2 separate regions of the Gossypium hirsutum genome follow, and region 2 is linked to region 1. The links are chromatin contacts, called in public Hi-C maps. All regions are on one chromosome and are shown on one strand. The core of a region is the stretch at or near the end of the contact, and the rest is flanking DNA. Distances in the headings are between cores, read along the strand shown.

Region 1 (3,700 bases), core at 962-3,461:
AATATGATAATAAAAAAGTTATTATAATACCCCCACAATATTAAAAAAATAAGGCTTAATGATAAATTTAGTCACTAGCATTTGTATTTTTTGTCAAAATGGTCCTAATTATATTTTTGAGTCCTTTTTGGTCATCAACTTTTTTTTTTTCAAACTATATTTTTTAATAGGTTTAATGAATAAATTCAAGGTTTTAAATTTGTTAGAAAAAGCAAATTGAAAAAAAGAACAAATGTTAATGGCTAAAAATAAAATTATGGCCATTTTAAGAAAACATATAAATGTCAGTGGCCAAATTTGTGATTAAGCCAAAAAGTAATATAATATGCTAACATATTCAAACTTCTTATATAATATAATACTTGGAATGCAAATAAAATTTAAGTCCAAAATACCCCTTGTAGTCATTTCCTATAGTAATTTTGCTTTTAACCCTTTTTCTAAATTGCTTGAGCTTTTGAAATTCAATTAAGTCGCACTGTTTATATATTTATTAAAATTCTATGTAAAAGTTTGGATTAAAATAATGAAATTAAATATTTAAAAATGTAAATTTTTATTGATTTTATATAAATAATAATAATAATCTCATGATAAAGTAATATAGTTTTGTGAAAATAATATTTTTTTAAATTATTGGAAAAATATGTAGCATTTAAAACTTATGCTTTTACCTATCTAATAATTTGTAGTGGGTCAGTTTCTAATAAAATAATTGGGCTTAGCTTTCTTTTTTCTGGGCTTGGCCCAAATAGTTTAATCTAAAACATAAAAATCGATTCAACTAATTTTTTTTTTTTTTTTGGATTTGCAGTCTAAAAGCGATTTTCATTGGTTGACGGCTCAACGATTTTTTATTAATCGGTTCGATGACTCTAATCCGCTTCGATTTTGAAAATACAATAAAATAAAAAAATAATTTTACAGAAATTTAATGTTTAATTTTTATTTTATTTTTGTCTCAAATTTTGCAAACCACCTACATTAAACAGTCCAGCAAGATTTAGTTTTGGGGTTCCAGATGGCTGGAAGCAAGAATTTTTTGTTCTTATTTCCATAGGCATTGAAATTTCCGCCGGTTTTGGGGTCGGTGAGAACTTCGCCGGGGTTGCCAGGGGCAGCACCACGACCGAAAATGCCTTTGCAAACGGTGGCTGGGCCGAGTTCTTTAGCCTTGTTTGAATGGTAGAGAGCATCGTTCATTGGGTTGGTGATTGCATCAACCAATGCACCCGCGAAGGCAACAACCATAGCATCTGCTGCCATGTTGCCGCTTGGTGGTTTAAGGACTGGTCCCTTTGGACCCATGTCAGCCGGGAAGAAAGGCCATCCGCATTCTCCAGGGCACTCCGTTTCTGGGTTACCGACTATGATGTATGGTCGCGGATGGGGATCCTCTGTAATTTCCAAAAGCGTCAATCATCATATGCAATAATCTCCAAAGGACCTAACTACCACAACCAAAAATAAAAAAGCTTACCAGTAAGTAAATGATCTGCACATTGCCCGTTGCAAATTCCTTGAATAGAGACATCCCTTGCAGCAACGATGACCGGTAAGAGTTCAGTATCGCCCTTAGTGACATGCTCGATAAGCTCCGGGATATGCCCTTGCAAAGTCAAAACTTTCCCATATTTATATGTTTTCTCTCCTGATTGTTTCACCACTTTGACCTTGATTTTGGGGCTTTTCCCAGGCTTTGCGTCTGGTATCATTGATTGGTAACTTTCCACTACTTTCCACCAACAGGTAACTTGAGGTTGAAGTTTGGCTTTGGCTGGGACGGTCAATGATTTAATGAAGTTTCTCATGGTGTTCTTTATTTCCTTGCCACAATTTCCGTACCACATGATGGCTAATTTAACGGTCCCGTTGAGCATAGGACCACCGTGGTGGATCATCCGTGCCTTGTCGTTATAAGGATCGTAAGTGTGACCATGGCCGGAGGAGCAAGTGAATAAAGCAGTGACGGAAAGGGAAAGAGCCAGGAAGCGGATTGAAAGAGACGCCATGGCAGTGGCTTCCCAATCAGGTGGTTGATGTTCTAACTCAAATTAGACATGATTGAATCATGAGATTGTGATATGTATTTATAGCACTGAATTTGAAACCAAATCTATCTATTTTTGAGGACTCAAATTCATATCCTTAAGAGTTCTCTCAGATAGCTGCCTAATTTTAGAATTTCTAATAAAAAATAATGTTATTTTTTTCATATCAAAGAATACATGGAATTAGTCTTTGCATCAATATCATCAAGCCTAATATTATTGATTTAATCACTTAATAATGTAAGGAAAATATGAGTAGAAAATTAAGAATATTATTTTATTATTTTCTCTCTTTCCCTCCCTTCCAGTCAACTTTGTTTTTTCTTTTCCATTTTTCCGCCCTTTCTTTTTCTCTATTCTTCTTCTCCCTCCATTTCTCTTCTTTGATTTTCGAACCATGTTTTCTTTGATTTTGGAGTCTTTGCTTTGTTCTTATTCTATATTAAAAGAATGCAAGAGAGTGAGAAGTGAGAGTGGAAGTGGATCTCAACAAAATAAAGCTTGAAAGAGAGAAAAAAAAAATTTGGTGAAAATTATTTATAATTATTTAAAACTATAAAATTTGCCTTTTTATAATCTTTTACATTATATATATTTTATAATTTATATATTTTAAATATTTTTAAGTGATTTTGAAGAAAAAAAAGGTGATTTTACTTAGGCGTGTGACGTAGTAGTTTCTAATTGGTTAGAGGAGGCGACTGGTTTTTATTAATAGTGTTAACACTTTAGGATAAATAGTGTAGCAGAAATAAAATTTAAATCTTGAATCGTTGTGCAAAATTCTTTGAAGTACCAAATTGAGAAAACCAATTTATTTTAAGGAATAATTTGTCCATTGCTTTTTCTCTTTTACTTTGTAAGCAATAATGTCAGTTTTTGGGTTGATTACCGTTCGTCTTTTTTTCTCCCACCAATTCTCTCCTTCTTTCTTCTCTTCATTCACTTCATATGTTTTCTCTCTTTTCAGTTTGCAGATTTATTTGTGAGTATCTTTATTGTCTTCATAAGTTATGATGGACAGATGATATGTCTATCGTCACTAAAACTCCACTAACCATTAGCATTTTTTTTGGAAAGTGGGCAGCTTTTCGTCAGCTTCTTAATTTGCTTTTGTTTTGTGAATATTTCAGAATAATTAATGATTTCATGAGTTGGTTTGGACCTATGTTGTCTTAAGTTTTTTATGTATATATTTTTGTTTTTCATTATTTAATAAGCCTTCACTTTTAGAAGTTTTTAGTTGTTCTTGTAGTACAATTTTTTTATCTTACTTATGCATGTAGTCTTGCTTTTGCAAGTGATCTTAGAGATAGTTTTGTCATCGTTCTTTCCAGTTTGGTGGATGCTCAATTCTTTTGCCAATTTTTACCCATCGCTTTGGGTCATCCGAGGATGATTTTCTTACCATATTAAGTGCTTCTAATCACTCCAAATTTGTCGTGCTTAAGTTGCGACAGAGTGTTATGCTGAGACTAAAGCATTTTTTGTGTTGATAGAATTTATCTTTCATCACCTATGACAAATATCATATCATATGATCCAATTCATAGAATAAATTGATAAATTTCCCTTTCAAAAAAACAATAACATTCTAGATGTTTGGCCGTCAATGTTTGTCAGCTAGCTCTTTTTTTTTATATGATTTG
Region 2 (3,362 bases), core at 598-3,097, 170 kb before region 1:
TAATGAACCTATTGCACAACTGTGTCGTTAGAATCTTGAAGCTTGTTCTTCCGTTCTGACCTCTCGAACTGGAACATATTTTGACCTCCAAGCGCCTTCATCTGTGTTTGCAAACATCGCATATAACTCGAGTATTAGTGATACACTAGTAATATGCGTCTGCACCATTGCCTCAACCCCCTTGCGTCTTTGATATCGAAAGCATCATATTTGACGAGGTTGATCGAAGCACAAAATCGATATTCCAATTATGGTACTTTCATCTGATTGGATCCGACGATTTTTCGCCTAATTCTTCTACGCAGTTTTGGCAATTGTATGTTTGGGTTAAAAGCCAATTGCGTTGTGTTATAAAAAAAACCCCATTCTCGACGTCATGGACTTCATCATCGTAATAAACAATAACATTAATTTATCCACTCATTTTCAACGAAATAACATGTTCCACATGTTCAAAACAAAAACATTATGCAAAAAAATAATGTTGTAATTATATATGAACAACAAAAATAGATCCTTACTTAATGCAAATTGCGTGGTTGCTTCAAATTAAGCCTTATAAAACATCTTGCCAACTTCCTCTTCTTCTTGCAATTTTGTTTGCTCGAAATTGCTTTATGCCACTCAATGCTAAAAACCATCCTTTTATAAAGCCGAGGTGAGTGGAAGTTTGCATGCGCTGAAAGCGTTAGAGGGAAAACGCACCACGTAGGACGTGTTTTCAGTGCATTTCCAGAAATTTGATCAACCTCAACCACCCGTAAAAAATCTGATCAACCTCAACCACCCGTAAAAAATGCACTGAAAGTTCGAAAAAAATGTACCGAAAAATCTGATTGACCTCAACCTCCTGTAAAAAAAATCTGATCAAAACTCAGTTGCATTCGTAAAAATAGAAAAAAATTACAAACTAGAAGTTAATTGAATCGAGGAGTTCGATTTTAGATTATGAATTGAATTAAATGTTACAATTCGAATATATGATTGGTGTAAATACAATTGTTGTAAATATCAAATTAAATAATTATTAACTTTACATCTCAAAAATTATTAAAAATCTAAAGAATATATAAAAAAAAACTTTAAAAATATACAAAACCCTAAACCACTAGAACCTAGAAACCTTAACCTGTTTAAAAAAAATTAAAACCCTAACAATAAAAAATCAGACAAGAAGGAACACACTTCTAACTGGAAGCATTTTTCTATAAATCCGCTAAAAATGCTTCTAATTGGAAGCTTTTTTGTTATTTCGGCCTACTCCAATACTTAAAAAAAATTTAATTTGGTAATTTTAAAAAAAATATTATTTTTGAGAAATTCAATCATAAATGTGATTATTTACCATTATATCAATAGTAATTACTAAATAATTTTTTAAAAACAAATTATTTTATTTAAAATGTTTTCTCTCACTTATATATAACTTATTTATACCATTATTTAAACTCTTAATTGATTGATGTTAAAAGTCAACCGAACACCAATTGATTAAAAAAATTATGAAAATATTAATCTGTATTTTAAAAATTTATATTATTTAAAAGTATCTTAATATTTTATTTTTTATAAAAATTAATAAAAAGTTACAGATTTAAACACATGCTATTTATATAAATAAATCATTTTCTTTTAATCTAATATTTACATTTAATTATATTATAATTTTTTATCACCTCTATATACTGATATATTATTAACTAAATTTAAATTGTTCATGTCATTTATTTATTAGATCTCTATATTCTAATTACGTATTTGACTTTTCCGTATTTTCTCCTTATTCCTTTTTCTTTTCAGTTAACATTTGAGTCTGGACGCAGTAGTACACGTGTTATAAATATATTCAACTTGCCACGTTCTCCTGAAGCTCATATGTATTATTTTCTCACTGCAACTTCTACTTTCCTCAACTTTCTCGTCTTCCAAACAGATCTCCCTCCCAAAAATGTCAAATCTTTCTTCAAAACCCTACCAAATCGGCTACGCTTTAACTCCGAAAAAGGAGCAAACTTTCATCGTACCGTCCCTCCTTTCTCACGCCTCCCAGAATGGCGTTGTTTTAACCAAAATCGACCCCACCAAACCTTTGATCCAACAAGGACCCTTCGATTGCATCCTCCACAAATTGTACGACTCCGACTGGAAACAAAATCTTCAAGACTTCGCTTCCCGAAACCCTAACATCCCCATCATCGCCTCTCCAGAGTCCATCGACATCCTTCGAAACAGAATCTCAATGCTCGAAACTGTTTCGAAACTAAAAATAAACAACACCGGAGTCCCCAAACAAATCACCATTACCGAAGTTACGGGTTTGGAAAATTTGAAACTCAACTTTCCGTTAATCGCGAAGCCGTTAGACGCGGACGGCAGTGAGACGTCGCACAAACTGCACCTCATCTTCGACAAAGATGGGTTAAATAACTTAACGGCGCCGTTTGTTTTGCAGGAGTTCGTTAATCACGGCGGCGTCGTCTTTAAAGTCTACGTGGCCGGCAAATATTTCCGGTGCGTGAAACGGAAGTCGTTACCCGATATTTCGGAGGAGAAACTGGTAAATTTGAAAGGTTCACTGCCGTTTTCGCAGGTCTCGAATTTGGCAGCGGCAGGGGGAGGGGAAGGTTGTAAATTTGAAAAGACGGAAATGCCCCCGGAGAGTTTAGTGAAGGAGTTGGTGGAAGGGTTAAAGGAGGAATTGAGGTTAAATTTGTTTAATTTCGATGTGATTAGGGATGGGAAAAACAAGGAGAATTACCTAGTCATCGATATCAATTATTTTCCGGGGTATGCCAAAATGCCGGATTTTGAGTCTGTCATTACGGATTTTTTACGTGATGTTGTGCACAAGGACATAAACTGCGGGGATAATTGAGGATTGGAGATGCCAAATATAGGTACTTTCTGAATATTTCCAGGTTTTAATAACCTCACATATTGGCATGCTTTGTATCATCATAGACGCATACTTGTTTCCTATATCAAATGTGGGTTTGTTTTGTTCTTGTTTGCTGCAAATTTTGCTCAAATTCTTAAGTAGAGGAACTCAAACTAGTTGTACTTGCCTATATTATTAGAATACAAATATGGGTGATCAAACACAGGGAATCTGGGTGTGAATACAAAGTTTGATTTAGTGGGCTGCCTTGGAGTTTGATAATGGGAGGAGAATAATTCATCATCCAAGCATGCTTTTGCTTTTGCTAGGGATGGACATAAGATAAGTGATATGAACTAGGATTTGAAAGGAATATTGATGGTGGAAAGACCCAATTTAGTTTGGTTTCTGTCACTTGTTAGCTGAAGTTCCTTTGTCCCATATTCTTGTATTATGTCATACTTAAGCTGTTGACTTAATTACC

What was found. Hi-C and Micro-C count contacts between places; a contact is called where the count stands out from the background.
Region 2: a Hi-C map of leaf shows a contact between it and region 1, with 2.3 times the contacts expected there. The contact joins the promoter of LOC107950542 here to the promoter of LOC107950547 in region 1. A contact is called at or near these places in 3 of 34 Hi-C or Micro-C datasets (all in leaf).

Annotation. Positions count from the first base shown.
Region 1 is chrD03:8,521,008-8,524,707 of Gossypium_hirsutum_v2.1, reverse strand. LOC107950547 (protein EXORDIUM-like 6) reads right to left here and starts at 2,211. Exons shown (of 2, transcript XM_016885420.2): 1 at 1,481-2,211; 2 at 920-1,397. The coding sequence starts at 2,012. The coding sequence ends at 985.
Region 2 is chrD03:8,695,838-8,699,199 of Gossypium_hirsutum_v2.1, reverse strand. LOC107950542 (inositol-tetrakisphosphate 1-kinase 1) reads left to right here and starts at 1,847. Exons shown (of 2, transcript XM_016885413.2): 1 at 1,847-2,897. The coding sequence starts at 1,949. The coding sequence ends at 2,875. LOC121215336 (a long non-coding RNA gene) reads right to left here and starts at 784. Exons shown (of 2, transcript XR_005911146.1): 1 at 522-784; 2 at 1-381.